7 separate regions of the Mus musculus genome follow, and regions 2, 3, 4, 5, 6 and 7 are each linked to region 1. Evidence: chromatin contacts called from public ChIA-PET, Hi-C, HiChIP or PLAC-seq and promoter capture Hi-C data. All regions are on one chromosome and are shown on one strand. Each heading gives the region's core, a stretch centred on a gene start, on an enhancer-like site or on the middle of the called end of the contact. The rest is flanking DNA. Distances are from core to core; before and after follow the strand shown.

What was found. Promoter capture Hi-C pulls out the DNA fragments that hold promoters and counts their contacts. A called contact is a pair of places that touch in the nucleus more often than the background predicts. ChIA-PET counts read pairs in DNA pulled down with a chosen protein or histone mark. HiChIP or PLAC-seq counts read pairs in DNA pulled down with a chosen protein or histone mark. Capture Hi-C pulls out chosen DNA fragments and counts their contacts.
Region 2: a promoter capture Hi-C map of adipose tissue shows a contact between it and region 1. The contact joins the promoter of Aldh18a1 here to the promoter of Tm9sf3 in region 1. A contact is called at or near these places in 3 of 39 promoter capture datasets (the C10 cell line, embryonic stem cells and liver), 3 of 484 Hi-C or Micro-C datasets (CD4 T cells, CD8 T cells and embryonic stem cells), 2 of 115 datasets of contacts at active chromatin or transcription factors (extraembryonic endoderm stem cells and memory CD8 T cells) and 1 of 9 other capture datasets (adipose tissue).
Region 3: a Hi-C map of muscle stem cells shows a contact between it and region 1, with 5 times the contacts expected there. The contact joins the promoter of Tctn3 here to the promoter of Tm9sf3 in region 1. A contact is called at or near these places in 1 of 39 promoter capture datasets (pre-B cells), 2 of 484 Hi-C or Micro-C datasets (embryonic stem cells and muscle stem cells) and 2 of 115 datasets of contacts at active chromatin or transcription factors (embryonic stem cells and large pre-B cells).
Region 4: an RNA polymerase II ChIA-PET map of memory CD8 T cells shows a contact between it and region 1, with 59 read pairs. The contact joins the promoter of Pgam1 here to the promoter of Tm9sf3 in region 1. A contact is called at or near these places in 5 of 39 promoter capture datasets (the HPC-7 cell line, hippocampal neurons, liver and 1 more), 1 of 15 datasets of contacts at CTCF or cohesin (the NIH/3T3 cell line) and 7 of 115 datasets of contacts at active chromatin or transcription factors (acute myeloid leukemia, extraembryonic endoderm stem cells, memory CD8 T cells and 4 more).
Region 5: a contact with region 1 is called in a promoter capture Hi-C map of pre-B cells, with 6 times the contacts expected there. The contact joins the promoter of Frat2 here to the promoter of Tm9sf3 in region 1. A contact is called at or near these places in 8 of 39 promoter capture datasets (the 3T3-L1 cell line, the C10 cell line, cranial neural crest and 4 more), 4 of 484 Hi-C or Micro-C datasets (Th1 cells, cortical neurons, embryonic fibroblasts and 1 more) and 13 of 115 datasets of contacts at active chromatin or transcription factors (bone marrow-derived dendritic cells, bone marrow-derived macrophages, embryonic forebrain and 9 more).
Region 6: a contact with region 1 is called in an H3K27ac HiChIP or PLAC-seq map of microglia, with 6 times the contacts expected there. The contact joins the promoter of Frat1 here to the promoter of Tm9sf3 in region 1. A contact is called at or near these places in 2 of 39 promoter capture datasets (embryonic stem cells and hippocampal neurons), 1 of 484 Hi-C or Micro-C datasets (embryonic stem cells) and 12 of 115 datasets of contacts at active chromatin or transcription factors (astrocytes, bone marrow-derived dendritic cells, bone marrow-derived macrophages and 7 more).
Region 7: a contact with region 1 is called in an H3K27ac HiChIP or PLAC-seq map of extraembryonic endoderm stem cells, with 7 times the contacts expected there. The contact joins the promoter of Arhgap19 here to the promoter of Tm9sf3 in region 1. A contact is called at or near these places in 10 of 39 promoter capture datasets (3T3-L1-derived adipocytes, the C10 cell line, HPC-7-derived erythroid cells and 6 more), 2 of 484 Hi-C or Micro-C datasets (embryonic stem cells and nephron progenitors), 20 of 115 datasets of contacts at active chromatin or transcription factors (the 230-238 cell line, astrocytes, bone marrow-derived dendritic cells and 17 more) and 4 of 9 other capture datasets (adipose tissue, embryonic stem cells, liver and 1 more).

The regions. Positions count from the first base shown.
Region 1 is chr19:41,262,676-41,265,453 of GRCm38.p6, reverse strand. Tm9sf3 (transmembrane 9 superfamily member 3) reads left to right here and starts at 1,450. Exons shown (of 15, transcript NM_133352.2): 1 at 1,450-1,695. The coding sequence starts at 1,600.
Region 2 is chr19:40,587,026-40,589,803 of GRCm38.p6, reverse strand. Aldh18a1 (aldehyde dehydrogenase 18 family, member A1) reads left to right here and starts at 1,341. Exons shown (of 19, transcript NM_019698.2): 1 at 1,341-1,494. It overlaps Gm27042 (a long non-coding RNA gene), which reads right to left and starts at 1,272. Exons shown (of 4, transcript XR_386705.4): 1 at 1,185-1,272.
Region 3 is chr19:40,610,812-40,613,589 of GRCm38.p6, reverse strand. It overlaps Tctn3 (tectonic family member 3), which reads left to right and starts at 1,359. Exons shown (of 14, transcript NM_026260.3): 1 at 1,359-1,665; 2 at 1,816-1,939; 3 at 2,178-2,296. The coding sequence starts at 1,446. It also overlaps a transcript of Entpd1 not described here.
Region 4 is chr19:41,910,477-41,913,254 of GRCm38.p6, reverse strand. It overlaps Pgam1 (phosphoglycerate mutase 1), which reads right to left and starts at 1,384. Exons shown (of 4, transcript NM_023418.2): 1 at 1,069-1,384. The coding sequence starts at 1,207.
Region 5 is chr19:41,846,807-41,849,584 of GRCm38.p6, reverse strand. Frat2 (frequently rearranged in advanced T cell lymphomas 2) reads left to right here and starts at 1,453. Exons shown (of 1, transcript NM_177603.3): 1 at 1,453-2,778. The coding sequence starts at 1,674. The coding sequence ends at 2,369.
Region 6 is chr19:41,828,539-41,831,316 of GRCm38.p6, reverse strand. It overlaps Frat1 (frequently rearranged in advanced T cell lymphomas), which reads right to left and starts at 1,347. Exons shown (of 1, transcript NM_008043.3): 1 at 1-1,347. The coding sequence starts at 1,149. The coding sequence ends at 325.
Region 7 is chr19:41,800,647-41,803,424 of GRCm38.p6, reverse strand. It overlaps Arhgap19 (Rho GTPase activating protein 19), which reads left to right and starts at 1,341. Exons shown (of 12, transcript NM_027667.3): 1 at 1,341-1,453. The coding sequence starts at 1,398.

The DNA.
Region 1 (2,778 bases), core at 201-2,700:
ATACAAATTTTTGAAGCAAATCACTCTTGTAATGGTTTGAATATTAATCACTTAAGATTGTTTTCTACAGGCAAACTAGCATGCTACCATTTAAAATGGTAGCAGACTTTTCCATTTGTAAGTGCTTCTTGGATATGTCATGCCAATGAGAGCACATCTAATTCACCTTTTAAAGAGCTGTCTGGTTGGTAATACATTAGCAGTTAACAAACTAAAGAAGCAAACTGGGTCTAGTCTTTCAGCAAGTCACCCAACCTGTGCATCTGTCACTTTTCTGTAAGTGGACACACTAAAGGTACCTGTTGCATAGGGTCTGTGTGAGTATCAGAGTGCCTGGCAGATGAAACCATTACTGATGATTCCACTATGAGTTCTAACTATTCAAGATGTGTTTTGGACAAAAAAGACATAATTTGATTTCTTGGTAGGAAATCATGTTGGTACTCCTTGGGAATGGACAGGGAAGGAAGATTGGTAGTGGGGTCTTCTTCAGACTTCTGCACAGTATGGTGGTATAGAATATTGGCTGTGAGGTATTACACGACCAAATACCAAAACCTGCCTGATACGGATGGATGAGACAATCTTCCTCTAAGTCCCACATTTAGAGAAGTGTCCTTCTGATCATTTCTGAGTCCGTAGTACGTTTTGGTTTGAGATGGGGCCTTGCTACGTAGCCTGGCAGGCTTGGTACTGAGCCTGTAGATAAGGTTGGCTCCAATCTTTCTGCAATTCTGCCTCTGCGGTCCTGGTGCCGGGATTACATGCCTGCACCGCTATGACCCGATTATTTCGTTTTGTTTTCTTTTCTTCTTTTGTCTCACGCTGTAACCCAAGCAAGTATGCAATAAACAACAATCAGTCCAGCTTCCCGAATGCTGGGGCTTACAAGAGTAAGATACCAAACTTAGCTCCTTATTACTACCGGCTCAGATACAGAATATGAGATCAAGTGATTGGAGTGCTGAGGAACTTCCGGACACATTTATGATTGAGGCTGAGAAAAACAATACGTAGGCAGATGAACAAGAATGTCAACTTAGCCCAGATCTCTTGATTGCATAGAAGTCTATAAACAGTACACGGTGATGTTTAAACACCCAACCGACCCTGTCCAAGTTTAATAATCATCGTCCATAAAGAAGCTTGCGGAGCCCGAGGTTAGAGGGAAGGGGTGTTCACGCACGCCGTGGCGAGCTAGGCGCCTGAGCCGATGTCACCCCAGCCCGCCCGCAGCCGGGCGCGCAAGGGCCCAGGCCCAGGTCCAGGCCGAGGCTGAGCAAGCAGCACAGCAGCGGCGACTCGGAACCCTTCAACCCCGCGGCCTGCGCGCGCCGGCGCCCCACGGCCGGCGACGGTTGCGGCCCCGCGTCGGGAGGACTTCCGGCGTGTGCCGGGGTGGCCGGATGACGTGGCTGAGTCAGAGGAAGAGGCTCGGAGGCCGGGGGGCGGGGGCGGCGCGGAGCGGGCGGTGACGGCGGCGGAGGCAGCGGCTGTGCCCGGGCCCCGTGCGTCTGTCCGCGCCCGGTGGATGTGAATCGGCGGCGGCGGCGGAGGAGGAGTCGGTGGGCCGGCGCCCGGCCTGTGGGAGCGCGGAGGATGAGGCCGCTGCCGGGCGCTCCTGGCGTGGCGGCGGCCGCCGCGTTGTTGTTGCTGCTGCTGCCCCGGGCTCGGTCTGACGAGCACGAACACACGGTGAGGCGAAGCGAGCCGCGCGGCCGCCCCCGCCCCAGCCCCGCTCCCAAGCCTGCCGCCCCGCCAGACCCGGCGTGGTCCGAAGGCCCGGGGGGCCCGGTGCAGCCCCGCGGCCGCCCGAGCGCTCCTTCCGGTCGGGCATGGCGGGGCCGGATCCGCGGGAGCTGGGAGGAGGCATTTCCGAGCACTCGGGGCTGCCTGGGCCTTGCTCCGCAGCTCCGCCTCTCGGGGCTGCTGCCCGGGGATCGGCCCGGAGCGGGCTCTGGACCCGGGAAACTGGACGCTGTGCACACAGCACGGCGGAGGATGGATGCGTGGTGATCCAGGCGCTTGCCAACCAGGAAATACCCATCGCTTCGCGCAGGGCTCCGGCCTCTTCCTACCCTTCTCTCTCCCTCTCGCCCGAACCGGATTTAAACCGTGGGGTGGGGACAGCTTTAGGGAAGTGGAGGTGTGAACGGTTTACACGCGGACACGTCTTCACCCTGCACGCACTCGGTCCCCAGGACTCCCTTGCAACTTTCTCCGCGCTCCGTGAGTGCCCAGAGGACGCCCTGTTCGGGTGGTCGGTCCCTAACTGGGACAGCTCTGCCCTTGTGTCACCCAGCCCTCAGGCCACACCCCCACTCACTTTTGCTTTTGGCCTGAAGTTGATTGGCGGTTTATTTAATTGTATCTTCACATCAAAGCTCGCCTATTAATGACTCTTGGAGTGACTTTCACCTAGAGCTGTAACGCTGTGGAATTCACTTATTTATTTTTTTATTCAGAATGGTAGACGCGGGGAAGTGTGGAAAGTCTGATAAACCTAGAAGATTGCTTGGCAAATTGGAGATTGTTTCAAGGTTTTTATCTGTATTGTGATTTTTTTTTTTTTGCCCGAGTAGTTGTGTATTTACTAAATTTAAAATATGTGGAGAACGTTTGGCTGTAGCTGATCGGTGACAAAATGGGAGTACGCTGCTTTTAAGGGGCAGACGTTAGATTTTGTTTGTAGTGAACAAAACTTTGTTTTGATTAGCCAATTAAAAACTCTAAATTAGGCTGTTGTATTTTCAGTCACTGCTAGAATCTAATTGCATG
Region 2 (2,778 bases), core at 92-2,591, 680 kb after region 1:
TGAAGAATCAGAATCGCCTTCTAACTTAGCTCCAGTCCCTTAGTCTAGTTACACCCCTGACACACACCCACACGCACCCCCCCCCCCCCACTTTTTTTAGAAGCCCGGGTACCAGATCTAATCAGCGCCTGCTGTTTTGTTTCTCTTTAATGCCCCACCTCCCCACCCTCAACGTGCTCAAAATTTAACGCGTCCTGGCGCCAACACCCTTCCCAAAGCACAGATTTTCTCAGCTTCTTCCTAGATCTCATATGCCGACGCACATTTCATTTCAAAGAACTCCTCTTCCTGGTACTCAACCCTTAGCAAAAAGTGCTGTGAGCGCGCCTTCCTTTTTGCTCCCACGCCCCCTGTCGGCGCCTTTCGTCTGCTTTATTTCTTACAGGGCGCTTTGCAATAGGCTAACCCACTTCCCAGTTTCTACACCTCTGTGCTGATTTCCGACACAAAAACCTGATCATATCATTCCAGGGCTTTAGAAGTTTGGATTCACTGACTTGGTGACCCATAAGATTCAAAATCTTTGTATGGTGAGCTCCCAGCCAGATGTTCTCTTCTGCAAACCTATCATCCATGAGCGTGGATCTCTCCTAAGCTGAAACCTCCTTTTAGCCCTTCCCCCCACTCCCCCCCGCTCCCCGCCCCCTGCCCTTCCCCCCATACTCCTGCATCATGGACTGAGAAGTAGTGGTAAGTTCCCTTTAGTGAATTAGAAAATGAATGAATAGGCTCAGTAGCATTGTCAGGACTACAAAAGCATAAAGAACCAATTTTCAGCCACAGTTGACCTTCTCTAGACAATGGCCTCCCTGCAACGAACGGTGCTATGGGACGAGAACGTTGCCAGCCCGGAAGGAGATGATCTGTGTCCGTTATGCATTCAACTTTGGGATAATCAGTGGTTATTAATAATCAGAGATTAAACACACCGTCTTAAAATGCAGTATTCTTACCACCACCTTTGCTGAAAACACTTGGGCTGTTATTTTCGGGTAACTAGGTGCCAACTTGTTTTACCATGGTGCCAATTTTTTTCAATAGCCAGTCTTTGTTTTTGTTTTTGTTTTGAGGGAGACGGTCTTTGTTGATTCAATCTATTTCTAATGTGAGTCTGACATATAGACGATCAACTGTCAAACACGCTTTATGAAATCCATCAGCAACTAGAAGCCAGTCTTCCTTACCTTTCTGGGAAGCTGTCTGGGGAGGTTCCTTTCTGGGTGCTCGAAGCCCCGCCCCTATACTCTGCGGGCGCGGAGCCTGGGGATGGGAGGGGGCCGCCACGTGGAGCGTGGGCGCGATTCTCAGAAGCGCCTGCGCCGTTGCCGTGGCGTAGCGTGGGTCAGACCCGTCTCCCAACGTCAGCGGCGCTACGGGGCTTCAGTCTAACGCGGCTGACGCAACTCCGGAGAGCTGGACGTAGACGGAAGAAAAGGCGGAGGAGAGGGCGGTCGCCGCGAAGAGTGGTCCAGGGCTGGGGTCGGCGGCCAGCAGGTAGGTGGCTGGGCAGCACCGGGCAAGGGGTACACTCACTGAAAGGGGGAGATGCGGGGTGCAGCCGCGGGTCCGGAGGGGCGTGGACACGGGAGCCGGCGGCGGCGCGGGGCAGCCAGGTGCTCTGAGATGCTCATGCACAGCTCCCGGTGCAGGGTTTAGGAGGCCCAGGGATCTCTGGCCATCTTTTGGGTATGCTACCAGCGGAGGCTGGAGGACCCTGCAGCCTCTTCCTACCAAGTCCACAACCGGCTTCCAGGGCTCCTGTGCTGCGAGTAGTCATACACCTGGTGTGAAACCATCCACGGACGCACTCCCAGGGCCTGAGTCTGCAATTCTCTGTGGCTCGCGACCTGACATATGGAACCTGTACATAGGAGATTCTCCCTGCAGCCAGGGTTATTCCCGGAGACCCCGTGTGTGATAATTATCTCCTGGCACAGAAAGGGTGCGCTCAGATTCTTCACCCCGCACGCCATACCCCAGCCTTATTCCCCCACCCTCCGAAGCAACAACATTTATCTTTGAGTTTCTGTCTTTCTATTAAGTAGTGAACCATGAACTCAGCATGTGTTTTTCTGGGTAGTTTGTTGAGACTGAAGTTCACTTCTCTAAGTGAGATAAGAGCTCTCCGTGTGTTTGTGTCTAGTCACTTGAAAGCTGTTCTGAGTTAAAATATAAGAACTTCTCTCTCGATCACAGAGTCTCCACGTATATACCCTTTGGGCTTTTGCATCACCTGTCTGGTTTTTGCTGTCACAACAAACTGACTGGTTGAACAGTCGTTTGCAATATAAGATCTTGCCTCCCTGGGCCAGAGACAAATGGTAGACCTCATACCTCCAAGGATCTCAGACGTTCAGAGCTTTCTGTGCTTAGACAAGAGAGGGGTAAACAGTCTAGAACTATGCATGTGACCCGATCAGAATCTTTTCTGAGACAGGGTCTTATGTAGCCCAGGCTGGCCTAGAACTGGCTGTGTGCTGAGAACGACCTCGGGCTTCTGATCCTTTTTGCCTCTACTTCCCCCGAATGCTGGGATTACAGGCGTTTGCCACTAAGCACGGCTGTCCATCAGTGGCTCTTTTGACCTTTTGGTGTCAGTGAAGGAAGTAAGTGGAAAGGTTAAGAAATGTCAGTGCCTTATAAAAGACAGAAGAGGGGGGTGGACAATAGCCTTATCTGTGCACCCAGGCGCTTTCCAGCCTTGCCTTGTGTCACTCCCACGGTGATCTCAGGCCATATAAACCGTTATTATCCCTCATTTACAGATGAGGAGATTGA
Region 3 (2,778 bases), core at 110-2,609, 650 kb after region 1:
TTTAACAGCTCAGGCATTGCATGCCTATCATGTGTGCCATAGCCATGCCTGCCTGTGTCTCAGATTAGTGCAAATACAGAATGTTTGTGCTATTAGGCATGCAGAAGGGCCACGCCACTCCTGAGAAGAGCAAGCACATACTAGAGAGTGTTTCAGAACTTAATGATAAAACCGTAAAAGAGCAATCAGCTAGCTTGCTTCTTGGTTCCTTGGCTATTTCCATCTCTGTATCTTTACTTTCTCCTCAGAAAATGTTTCTAAATTGTAACTTTCTCTAAGTCCTCATACTCTTCTCCATCCTGTTTTCTTGTCCTGAACCTCTTCCCTTACTACCCTTTCCAGCAACAAATATACAGATCACATTTATTGATATAATGCACTAACTAACACTTTTTAAAAAATAAAATAAAATTTAACTTGATAGAGTGTTTGGCAGGAGTGCATGAAGGTGGCCTATATGACTAAAATTCCAGACCCAGGAGGTTCAGAAATTCAGCCATCTTTGACCACATCTTGAGTTTGAGGGTCAGCCTGGGCTACATGAAACTGTGACTAGGCGACAGGGAGCGGGGAATAAAGAAACTCGTGGAGTTGAAATAAGCATTGTTTTATTATGCTTTTTAAAAAATACCATAGTAATTAAAGTGGAGACATTTTTAAATTTTATTTTAGATTTTATGCAGAGGAGTGTTTTGCCTGCTTGAGTCTTTGCACCTGCGGGTGTCAGATGGCGCCCACTGAGGCCAGAAGATGGCACAGGCAATGGATCTCCTGGAACTGGAGCAGCGGATGGTTGTGAGACACCTTGTGGGTTCTGGGAAGCGAACCCCAGTTCTTTGAAAAAAACAAAAACAAAAACAAATATTCTTAGAAGCTGAGCCATCTCTCATGCCATCATTGGGACTTTGTTCATTTGTCTTTGTTTTAGGGATCAGAGTCTCACTCAGTAGCCAGTTTGGCCTAAACTTTGTGATCAGGTACTCAGTTTCCCGGCACACGTAAGGGATGTGACTTTCTATGTTTTTCTCCTTGAGTTCATGGTGTTTCCAGAGAAAGGGCCTCTTACCTTGGTAAGATCTCAGTTTGTGCCTCTTGGTCTTCCTCTCAGTGATGACTTCATCCAATTCTTCCAGGTCCGTAAAGCGCGCCAACCCTCTGCCAGCTGCCATCTAGCGGCGGGATCAGGCAAAGACGCCTTCGCCCCCGAGGCTCCCAGCGGTTGCCAGGTAACGGGAACCACGCGCCGCTAAGGAGGAGAGCAGCATGAAGGACGCTCAGGGTCGTAACAACACGGCCTTCCATTGGCTGAAGAGCACCCGGCTCCCGCCTGAGCCAATGCGCAGACGGAAGCTGATGACGAAGTACGCGACTCTTCTTCCCAGGGCTCCTGGGACGTATCTGGAGACCCAGGCTCCTGTCGCACCGCTCTGCGGCCAGGCTGCCTTATGTGCACCCTGCAGCTGCACCTGCTGCTGCTGGTGGTCCTGATGCTTTCTGAGACCGCCCGACCGCAGCCCTCCTCCACAGCCCGGGCTTTCCCCACCTCCTGGGGCCTGGAGCCAGTGACGCCCGAAGTGCCAACCTCAGCTCCTCCGGATTCGTCTGAGAGTCCGACTCCCTGGACTCTATCGATGCCCGTGAACGCGACCACCGACCCCTTTCCAGGTGATGCGGCGGGATACGGGATGGAAATACTGACTTCTCAGATCTAAAATTGTGTAGACAAAATTGCCCTGCCACGTAGCTGGCACTGGGGCTGTCCGCGCGGGAAAACTTTGGGGGAGCTTCATCTCGCTTTTCTTCTTGTACTTACAGCTTTACCGATCTGTGTCTGTGACTTGACTCCGGGTACCTGCGATTTAAACTGCTGCTGTGACAAGGACTGCGATCTTCTCCATCCCAGAACAGTCTTTTCCTTCTGTCTTCCTGGTAGTGTAAGGTGAGCTGCGGTGCTCCTCCGGTGGAGGAGTAAGAGTGAGTTTCCTACCCGCTGTCTCCCGGTCGGATGTCCCCTTGGGCTTTCCTGGGAATGCTGAGCCATCCAGTAAAACAAAACCTGAGTGTTGCACCTCTGCCCAGAGACCCCTCTTATTGGCATCAGACATTGGTGGGGTAAGGCCCCCTTCCCTAGATGTACTCCATGTCTCTCTCTTAAGTATCTTCACCTTTCCTCACAGATCTTCAAGTTGGGTATGTGTGGACAACTCTCTTATGTTCAGGAGCAACTCCCCGTTCCCTTCCAGAGTTTTCACGGACTCCAGTGGAACGACACAGTTTTGTGTCCGTGTGAACAACTGTGAGTAGAAACGAGTTTGACAGCTCTTATCATTGAATGTTTATTGAGATGTGACTTTGTCTTTGGGATTCCCAGCTCTCTTATTTCTTTTAGATTCCCTGTCGCTCACCCCTCTTACCACTACCCTCTTACTTTTAGTTAATAAGAACATTAGTAATTTCATGAGACTCTACCACCTTTAAACTACTGCTCAGCACCTTTAGCCTGGCAATCTGCATTGATTTCTTTCTTTGTGTCCTTCTTTCTCTTTCTTTGTCCGAAAACTTTTCTCTCATGATTTTATTCTGCCCTTTTGTTTTGGACGAATTCATGTCCTTTGTCCTCAAGCTGTGCCTTAAATTTTTCCTAACTTTTATCTGCTTTCCCCCTTGACTCAAGTGGCCCTCTTTTCTCCATTCATTGCGAACATCTTAGCTCTTCTAAGAATCTTCTGTCATCTGCCCAAGTGAGCCCATCCTCAGAAGTTAGTTCTAAGACACTCG
Region 4 (2,778 bases), core at 135-2,634, 650 kb before region 1:
ATGCATCTCAAAAAGCAATGTTTCCTTGCCTCAGGAATTCGTATTCAAAATCTTCCCTCATCTGAAAAGGGTGTACAAGAAGCTAGGGAGGGCAACCAAGACACAAGATCACTTCAGGTAGGCATGAGCAACCCTTTTACACAGCTACTGCCGTGTCCAAGTTAGGATGTGCCCTAATCACCAAGAGAAGTGCCTCTTCACTACAGGGAGCGGGGAGGCCTTGCTTTCTTATTAGCATTCCAAAATCACAGAGAACTGTGGGTGGTGCGGGGCACCCAGCATGGATAGGCAAAGGCGAGCTTATCTCCTGGACGCTTTCACCCTTTGCTCTGCCTCTGTCCTTGGCCAAGGGCCCGCCAGTTCCTCACACTTACTTGTTACTCCACCCAGAAATGGGGCAAGGACACTGGATTAGAACTAAGTTTTGTATGACCTTGGACAAATCTTTCCAGTCACTTTTCTAAACTATAACAAGAGGACGGAGAGAGGTAAAAAGGAGGGAAATTAGATCTGCCTGCTTCATAGGGCTGGAGAGAGCATCAACTGAAATCACCCACTCACATTCCTGGATTCGGTTTTGTGGTTTGCTGCTGTGCTACAAAGCTCTCCGAAGCACGCGGTTTCCAGGTTGTCTCAAAGGCCATTAGACATCCCCACCTAACACCCCCCCACTACCCAGGGCGAGCCCGTGACCTGCCGCTTCGCCATGATGGGCAGGCGCCTCAAGTATACTCCGGTACAGCCACTGATGTCACGGGGAATCGTCCGCCAGGCGCCCTAGGCCCTCGTGGTACCCTAAAGGGTCCTGGGCGCCACAGGTGGGGCTGCTCGGACCGGAAGAACAGATTTTAGCCTAGCGGCGGCTGTGCCCTCTTTCTGGCACAGACTCTCAGACTTAACGGGGTGACCTTGACAAGCGGGTTCCCCACCCTGCGTTCACCTCCCCAGATGAAAATTCAACTGCAGAGGCCGACCGAAGTGCCCGCCTCTCGAGAGGGCCCGGGGGCTCAGGCGACCCCTAGGCCGGTGCTGGCCCAGTACGCCACACAGCGCTCGTCCCGCTCGTACCTCGCAACGCCTGCCCGCCGCGCTTCGCCTCCTCGTGGCCCGCCGGGCTCAGGTCGGCGTCGTACCAGCCGCTGAAGCGGTTCTCCAGGTTCCAGGCGCTCTCGCCATGCCGGATCAGCACCAGCTTGTAGGCAGCCATGGCGACGGGCAGAGGATGCAGCAGCAACTGAGGATCGCCGAGATTCTCTTCGCAGCCCGCCCCCCGCCCCGGTCGCGCCTGCGCACTTACAGTCTCCCGCCCCGCTTCCGCGCACTTTCTCCCCGAAATCTTTCCACTCGCTCGACAGACCGCCGCCCGCCCCGTGTGCGCATGCGCCTCAGGCAAGTTCTGCGGCCTGCTAAGGGGGGGGTGTAGTGCACCGCGGCGGCAGTGCGCATGCGTTGTACGTAGCGGTACCCGCGTGCTACCCGGCAGTCACGGAGCGCACGTAAGCAAGGAGCGCGGAGGGTGCTGGTTGCGAGCTTGAGCTCCAGGCGCCGACTGGACACGCCGCGCTTCCTCTTTAGGGATGATCAACTATCCTCTGACCAGTTCTTCAGCCCTGCCAGGCCACAGTCCCATCCCTGCGCAATTCCAATATACACCCTTTTCCTTTTAACTTGTACTTCGGACAAGTCATAAGACGTCTCAGCCTCACTTGTAAAATACTCTATAAACCTAAACGTGGGTTGTTGCTATTTCCCTTCAACAGAACATTGTTCTTTTGGGTTGTTTTGTTGTTTTTTGTTTCTAGTTTGTTGCTTTTTTTTTTTTTTTTTTTTTTTTTTTTTTTTTTTTTGAGACAGTCTCTCTGCGTAACCCTGACTGTCCTGGAACAAGTTCTGTAGACCAGGCCTAGAACTCAGAGATTTCCTGTCTCTGCCACCGAAGTGCTAGATTAAAGGCGTGGTTCATCACGCCAGTTAGAGCACAGCTTTTTTTTTTTTTTTTTTTTTTTAAGATTTATTATTTATTTTTATGTAGCTGTACAAATGGTTGTGAGCTTTCCTGTGGTTGTTGGGAATTGAATTTTTTAGGACCTCTGTTCGTCCTGGTAGGCCCAGCTCGCTCCAGTCGGCCCTGCTTGCTCTGGCCCATAAATTTATTATTTATTATTATAAAAATAATAGTACAATAATAAATATATACATATGCATTTATAACTACATATTATATAATAATAAATAATAAATATGTATTTATACATAAGGCCACTGTAGATGTCTTCAGACATGCCAGAGGAGGGCATCAGATCTCATTATGGGTGGTTGAGAGCCACCATGTGATTCTGGGATTTGAACTCAGGACCTTCAGAAGAGCAGTTAGTTACCTGCTGAGCCATCTCATGTCGCCAGCCCCAAGAGAACAGCTCTATATCCCTTTTCTTCTACTAAATGTTGATTCTGTAGCTGAGAGTGTGTGGAAGCTCCTGTGTAGGTGTACAGGCTCATGTCCTTCTGAGAAGCAAACGTTAGGCCCTTACAACATTACAAAAAGGAATGTCTGTCTCTCCTTACCCCAATTTTAGTATCCACTTGTTAGGACCAATTTCTCCTGCCCAGGCTGTGGACTCTTAGTTTATTTCCATTAAACTTCTTCATGAGCATTAAACATTAGCCAGACAGTGGCCTATTACTAAGATACTAAGATAGTGTCATGAATTCCTGTCCTTTTAGTGGAGAGCAAAATCCACATTTAAACAATTGACAACAGAACTGAGCCACTTTCTG
Region 5 (2,778 bases), core at 204-2,703, 580 kb before region 1:
TTTCTGAGTTCGAGGCCAGCCTGGTCCACAGAGTAAGTTTCAAGACAGCCCGGGCTATCAGGGCTATACCGAGAAACCCTGTCTCGAAAAAAGAAAAAAAAAAAAAAAAAAAAAAGAAGTCTCAAAGGAAGCTAGCCAGGATGCTCCCAGCACTTGGGAGGCAGAGGCAGGCAGATCTTTGAGTTTGAGGCCAGCCTGGTCTACAGGGTGAGTTCCAGGACAGCAGGGCTACTCAGAGAAACCCAGTCTAAAAAAAAAAAAAAAAACCAACCAGGCAGTGGTGACGCATGCTTTTAATCCCAGCACTTGGGAGGCAGAAGCAGGTGGATTTCTGAGTTCGAGGCCAGCCTGGTCTACGGAGTGAGTTTCGGGACAGTCAGGGATACACAAAGAAACCCTGTCTCGAAAAACCAAAATAAATAGATAAATAACCATAACCAAAACCAAACCAAACCAAAAAAAAAATATATATATATATATAACAGGCAAACTGAAAAATGTCAATTTCACCTGTAACATGACTCATATACACAATAAGGTTTTCAATGACTAAATTCTAGTCGTTTCAATGAATGACGTATATCACATATTAATAAGAGTGTATTCACCCAGTTCTAGGTTTTCCATACATATTACAAAAAATAAAAGGGCCAAACTAAAAAAAACTCTTATCCTTTGACCTAAAACTCCACTCTTAGGAATGTACTCTGAAAAATGAATCATAAATTTGGAAAAGTTTTATGGGAAAGAGCATTAGTCACACACTTACTACAACGGCGAACTCAGAGAAACAGCAACCGTTGAAGGAATTTAAACAATTACAAGTACTTAATGGAAACTTACGTAATCGGTACAGTGTTTTCAAAGCGCGTGCAGTCACCGGAAAAAGCGTTTATAATTTAATGCGACTGCAATGCTTTTGTGTGTGGCTGTATAATGTACAAAGAGGAGGATGAAGGGGGGGGGGGGAAGCCTGTTAATCTCGTTTGAATCCTATGGTTACGAGAACATTTTCGTTTGAACTACAAAAAAAGTCAATTCGATGTAGCTCTGAGAAACCGGAGCAAGTCTGAGAAGCTCTGACCACAGGGTCGGCTTCCCAACCGTCGGGGTCGCCCCTCCCCGGGCCAGCGCAGGCGTTACCCACACGTGGGGCTGGAGCGGGCGCGGCAGAGGAGGGGCTGGGTGTGCTGGGGGTGTGTCCGCGAGTGGGAGCAGCCAATTGGCAGTCGCCGAGGGTGCCTCCTAGGACCGAGAGGTCCTAGGACCTGGGCTCGGCGAAGTCGGTGCCCCGTCCCCGGAATCGCTCGCAACCATATAAACTATCTCTGGGCAGACAGTGTGGGCAGTGGTCTCGCACGGTTTGCGCCGTCCCGCGCCCCTAAGTCTTCTAGCGAACGTCTCCCCCCACGGTCGCGCGCGGTGGTAGGAGCCGCGCGACGTCACCCATTGTTTACAAATCAACCCAAGCCGGCAGCGTTCCGGCTCCCGCGGCTCTAAGGCGCGCGGTACCTCTGCCCGGTGGTCCCGGCTTCCGCATCCCCAGGCTCGGCCCCCTCCTGGCCCGGCTTGGGCCTCCGCCGCGCTCCCGCCCCAGCCGCGGCTCGCCGAGCCCGCGGCCAACCGAGCTGCCAGCGACGCCCGCACAGCCGCGGGGGCCCGGGCGGGGGGCCATGCCTTGCCGGAGAGAGGAGGAGGAGGAAGCCGGCGACGAGGCAGAGGGGGAGGAGGACGACGACAGCTTCCTCCTGCTGCAGCAGTCGGTGACTCTGGGCGGCTCGACCGACGTGGATCGGCTCATCGTCCAGATCGGCGAGACGCTGCAGCTGGACACGGCGCACGATCGCCCGGCCTCGCCGTGTGCCGCCCCGGGTCCCCCACCCGCGCCTCCGCGGGTCCTGGCGGCGCTGTCGGCGGACAAGACCGGGACCCCAGCGAGGCGGCTGCTGCGGCCGACGGGGTCAGCAGAGACCGGGGACCCTGCGCCTCCGGGGGCCGTGCGCTGCGTGCTGGGGGAGCGCGGGCGTGTGCGGGGCCGATCGGCGCCCTACTGCGTTGCGGAGATCGCCCCGGGTGCCAGCGCGCTTCCCGGGCCGGGGCGGCGAGGGTGGCTCCCCGGCTCCGTGGCTTCTCACCGAATCCAGCAGCGGCGGTGGACAGCAGGCGGAGCGCGCGCGGCCGACGACGACCCGCACCGGCTCCTGCAGCAGCTCGTGCTCTCCGGAAACCTCATCAAGGAGGCGGTGCGCAGACTCCAGCGAGCGGTCGCCGCGGTTGCGGCCACGAGCCCCGCGAGCGCTCCGGGGTCCGGGGGTGGCCGAAGCGGACCGGACTCAGTCACTCTGCAGCCCTCGGGCGCCTGGCTCTGACAGGGGATCCCTGGAGGAGGAAGAGGACGCCGCTACGCTGATCCAACAGTGTCTTGCCCGGGACTGTGCGGAGCAGGAGCTGTCGTCCATCCCTCGGGCTACAGCCTCAAAGTTACCGGCCGCGAGAGGCTGTTAGAGAAAACGGACTCTACTGAGTAGCACCAGCAGCCGAGGACCTGGGATCTACCGGTTGAACTGTGGCAGCTACTTAATCCACTTGGACCTGACTTAGCCCTTATCGTGTGCTTGGATTGTTTATAGATGTGGCTCGCAGGGGCGGGAATCGGGAGGGCTTCTAACAATACTTGAAAAACCAATAGTAGATATGATCTCGTTATTTTCGGGTACAGAAGCTTTCTGAATATGGTGCTACAATTGCAGAGCAGAGCGGTTCTAGGGTGAAGAACAT
Region 6 (2,778 bases), core at 98-2,597, 570 kb before region 1:
GGAGAGTCTGCGTGGAATTGCAGCGACCAGGTTGAATCACGCCAAAAAAAAAAAAAAAAAAAAAAAAAAAAGGAGCCCTGCTGACAGCCTGCGGTGCGCTCTGTAGATTCTGCTTTAAACAAACCTAAGTCCTGGGTTTCAAACAGTTCGGGGCTTTCAATTTCAGTTACCCATGAAAATATCTGCGATATTTCGGCTGTCTTCCTTAGCTTATTTTCCCGTTTCCAAATAATGCTCGAGTCCACCACCAGCTCCGGCTGGGTGAAGCCCTGGGTAAATCCCTTGGTCCCCGGCTACAGGCTGGTGCTGTGGCCACTTAGGTTGTTAGCTGCCAGGGACAAGAAGGTCGTCCCCAGTTCTGAGCTGCGCCCTCCCCATGAAAGCGCCAGGGTCGCTGCAGGCCGCGCGAGGGCTCCCGGGCGAAGGCGGCTCATGCACTGGGGCTGACAGAGGCCCGAGGAACGGGTGTGCGGGAAGCTTTGCGTGTAACTGTAGCTGTCGCGAATGAAGTCTGCGCACCGCCTCCTTGATGAGGTTTCCCGAGAGCACGAGCTGCTGCAGGAGCCGGTGCGGGTCGTCGTCGTCGCCAGTGCGGGTCTCCGGCTGAGATCCGCGTCGCTGTTGCAAGCGGCGGGACGCGGCTGCGTTCCGGAGCCAACCCCGGCGGCACGGGCCCGACAGTGGCTGCGGGGTGCTTAGTTTGCCGGTCCCCGGGGGTCCGTCAAGGCCCGGCTGCTGGGGCAGCGCGCTGGCGCCGGGGGAGATCTCCGCCACGCAGTAGGGCGCCGACCGTCCCCGCACGCGCCCGCGCTCCCCTAGCACGCAGCGCACGGCCCCCGGGGGCGCAGGGTTCCCGGTCTCCGCTGACCCCGTCGGCCGCAGCAGCCTCCTAGCTGGGGTCCCGGTCTTGTCCGCCGGCAGCGCCGCCAGGACCTGCGGGGGCGGGGGACCCGGGGCGGCACACGGCGAGGCCGGGCGATCGTGCGCTGCGTCCAGCTGCAGCGTCTCGCCGATCTGGACGATGAGCTGGTCCACGTCGGTCGAGCCACCCAGAGTCACCGACTGCTGCAGCAGGAGGAAGCTGTCGTCGTCCTCCTCCCCCTCCGCCTCGTCGCCGGCTTCCTCCTCCTCCTCCCTCCGGCAAGGCATGGCCCCCCGCCCGGGCCCCCGCGGCTGTGCGGGCGTCGCTGGCAGCTCGGTTGGCCGCGGGCTCGGCGAGCCGCGGCTGGGGCGGGAGCGAGGCGGAGGCCCAAGCCGGGCTAGGCAGGGACCACCGGGCAGTGGCACCGCGCGCCTTAGAGCCGCGGGAGCCGGAACGCTGCCGGCTTGGGTTGATTTGTAAACAATGGGTGACGTCGCGTGGCTCCTACCACCGTGCGCGGCCGGGGGGTGCTGTCTCCTTGGCAGTAGTGAGCCTGTAGGGCCAGGGCACAGAGTAGAGCCTGGCTGCCCCCGAGCCTCATCGGCGTGCCTACTGTGTGCGGGGATGCACTGGGAAGTTGATTCTGGTTCGCTCAGCCGGGCCTAATTGGCATTCCACAAGATGGACACCTTGGGGGACTCGATTGGTTTCTTCCACACACAGTCACTTCCACACACTTACACCTCCACACACTCCCCTCAGCACGTCAAGTGGTTTGGTTTAGGCGGTGGCTTTTTTTTTTTTTTTTTTTTTTTTTTTTTTTTTTTTTTTTTTTTTTTTAAAGGTTTGGGTGACAGAGTCAGAGGAGGCTGGAAAGGAGAGGGAGTGAGGTTTGGACTCGGAGTGACGATTAGGAAAAGGTTGTTGCCAAAGATGGAAAGGAGGATGGAGACCTTGTCTGATGTGGATGGCTGAGCTGGAACGCAAACCGGCCACAGATTTCGTGGTTTTTTGGCTTGGGTTCCAGGGCATTTAGGGGCTGCGTTGACTACTGGCTCTTTGCAAGGAACTGTAATATGGCAAGTGAATGCGTGTTAACGAAATTCAGTAGTCAAATGAAGACTAGTCATCTAGAAAGGGTAGCAGTGGTGAGCTGGTTATATGAAAACAGAGCCTCGGCCATCTTAACTGTTCCAGATAGCATTGTTGAATTAATGGTTAACCAAACCTTTATTAGTTTTTTTTTTTAATATTTATTTATTTTGTGAAAGGGCCTTGAGTATGCTCTTGGATTGGCTGTGTAGCTGAGGATAACCTTGAACTCTTTATCCTCTTGCTTACAGGTTGGGAACCACTAGGTCAAGTGTGTTTATTTAATGATTTTTTTTGGAAGGGTTGGGGATTACATCCAGGGCCTTGCACATGGCAGGAATGCTTTCCTTCTGAGCGAACAGTAATTTGATGACCGCTTTCTTTCTTTCTTTCTTTCTTTCTTTCTTTCTTTCTTTCTTTCTTTCTTTGTTTTCAAGACAGGGTTTCTCTGTATAGCCCTGCCTGTCTTGGAACTCACCACGCCTGGCTGATGATGATCATTTTCAAATGGACTTCAACAGACCCCTGGGTGGTGACACACATCTGTAATCCCAACACTAGGAAGGCAGAGGCAGGAGGATCACAAGTTCAAAATTATTCCTGGCCAAATAGCAAATTTGAGGCCAGCCTGATACACAGAACTCTGTGGCCTAGTTTCTATTACACACACACACACACACACACACACACACAGAGAGAGAGAGAGAGAGAGAGAGAGAGAGAACTTAAAATAAGTGAATTTGTAACGTGTAAATTGTGTAATATAAAGTTGCTTTAAAACTAGTCATAGTGCCGGGCATGGTGGCGCACACCTTTAATCCCAG
Region 7 (2,778 bases), core at 92-2,591, 540 kb before region 1:
TTTTGTATAGGGTTTCTTGGTGGGGCGGGACAGGCGATGAAGACAGAGCTTTCCAGGGTGTCCAGGGAGGGAGTGGTGGGATTTTTGTGGCCTGATTTTGGGGCAATTCTAGGGGTTGGTGGGAATTTTGTGCTCAGGGATTGGTGGGATTCTGTTTCTTGGCCCTGATTTTGAGCTTGGGGTCAAGATAGGGTCAAGGTTGCCTGGTCTGGGGGTCAAGTCAGGGTCACAATGTTCTTTCCCTTCACTTTTTACTCTCTACCATCTATATTTTTTGCTTTTAGAAAAGATTTTATGTGTCTCTGTGCATCTGTGCGCATGTGCCCCGGAGGCCAGCTCTGGAGGCTATAGGAAGGCAATCAGTCCTTTGGAACTGGACTCACTGTCTGGCCCTTGTGAACCTTTCAATGCAGGGAATCAAACTCTAGTCTTCAGGAAAAGCAGCAAGTGTTCTTAGAACCACGGAACCATCTCTAGCTGCCCCTTATTGTTAATTGTGAATTTCATATATCAATACCATGTTTTTTTTTTTTTTTTTTTTTTTTCCACCTGCCTCTGCCTCCCAAGTGCTGGGATTAAAGGTATACGCCACCACTGCCTGGCTTAGTCACATTTTCTTGTTGGCCTGAAGTCACCCAAGGAGGCTTGTTTGGATGACCCAAAATTTGCCTCTCTATTCTAGCCAGTGCTTTTGGTGTCTTTATACTGACTTTCCCCCTCCCCCAAATATGTACCCTGAAGATCAGCCCCTGCATACATACACACACACATACATACATTCATACATAAATACATACATACATACACACATACATATATACACACACAAGAGTTTACTTAGGGTAGCTTACAGGAACGTATGCAATTTACCACTGATTATATACCATTGAAGAAAATGCCTTTTCTTCCCTTTTACTAAGCCTATGGATCTTGGGGGTGGGGTGAATGGGGGTTTAAGTGAGTGAGGGGTGATGAGCCCTTTTCCCTAGCAACCGTTAACTGCCTACCGAACTGGGGGATGGGCAGGGCCTCAAGAACCTTTTCTCTTCAAGTGACTTTAAAAACCGACAGTTTTGTAACTCAGAGATTTACCTAGCGGGGAGGGGAGCGCAGCCAGGAATTTGTGACTTGATCCGCGGAACTACATGGGTTAATCAAAACGAGAAACTACATCTCCCGGTAGGCCTCGGGCAGGTGTTTCTCCTGCCCTTTCGTTGGTTCTGTGCTACCAATGACAGTTAGATATTTGAATAGACCAATAGTAGCATGGAACGGTTCTTATTTAGGCGGGGCCATAGGTTCGTCCAATCGTACAGGACTTAGAAAACCATCCTAGCCAATCTAAGGGCTAAGGGGCGGTGCCTGAGGCGGGGCTGCAGACCAAGCTGCCGCGGAAGATGGCGGCTGAGGCGCCGAGTGGAGGGGAGGCGCCGGTCTGCGACTCTGGCCGGAGGTGAGCCAAGTTTTCCGTCCTGCTGCCTAGGAGACGGGACTGTGGGCTAGCGATGTCGCCGCCCTGCCCTTGAGTCACCGTGGTCCACAGGCCCGGGCTTTGTTCCTCTCTCCCGTGGTGTCTACGCCGACGCGCCTGCGGGGGCTGAGGCGGGTCTTTGCGGTCCGTGCTTCCCGCTGCGCTGCTCTCCGCGAGTCCCACGGCCGTGTGTGGAGCCCTCCCGACGCTCTGGCTGCAGACCCCCGGGCCACGGTCATGGTGTCTGCCCTGGCGCCGAGCGTTTTGAGTGGCAACTGAAGCCCAGAGCGGTTTAGAGAATCCCACAACGCCCCGGGAGCTTTAAATGTCCTTCGTGACAGCCTCTGCGCTTTACTCAGAGCCGCGACTTGAGTGATGGTTAAAAGGGATTTTTGTCCCCTAAGCTGGCTGACCTTTCTCGGCTTCAGCCTTCTTCTGTAAATAAACATAACGATACTTATTTCAGAACCTGGACGGGATGACACAACCTATTTAAAGCGCATAGCACCCATCCTGGCAAACACTTCAAAATACGATAGATTTTTATGTTTCCTTGAAATTGTGATCTCATTTCTTCTTTCTGGAACGAGTACTGTCCCTGTCATAAAGTCGAGCCTTTCTTAACCGATTACAAACAAATATTTGGAGTCTGACACACTCCAATAGAATGAGATTACTTACATTGTCAGAGAGTATGATCAATGCTATGCTTTGGTACGGAGTTAGTACAGAACAGAAGAACCAAGAATTTTGGGAAACCGAGTTTGTGAGCCTGATTTTTCCTGAGCCCTGATGGGCTTGTGTGGGTATTGTTACTGTTTTGTATGGAGGAGTTTTCCACTCTTTGACCTTTTATTTCTCCCGGGAACTGTGCCCGTGGGTTGATAAATGTCATTAGATTATCTCTCCTCCGACTCGAAAATCCTGAATTGTAATGAAAATGAGGACAAATGAAATACTGTTCTACAGCAAGAGGACTTAGAATTCTTCCTTGAGGCTGCTGTCAACTGAATGTAAAATTTGAAACTGTTAACTATCTGACCAACACAGTTTTCTCTGAATCTGAAACCCTCTATTGTCGTTACTGAGACAGGTTCTTGCTAAGTACCTCGGCTGGACTGGAACTCCCAGTCTCGTTTCAGCTACCCGTGTACTTGTCAATTGCATATTGCAGGGGATTAGTCTGGGGGTTCTTGTGAGGCTTATTTATTTATTTATTTATTTTTGAAACAGAGTCTCTCATGTAATCCAGGGAACCCCAATCTTGAGCTTCCGAACCTCCTTCCTCTGCCTCCCAAGTGCTGGAA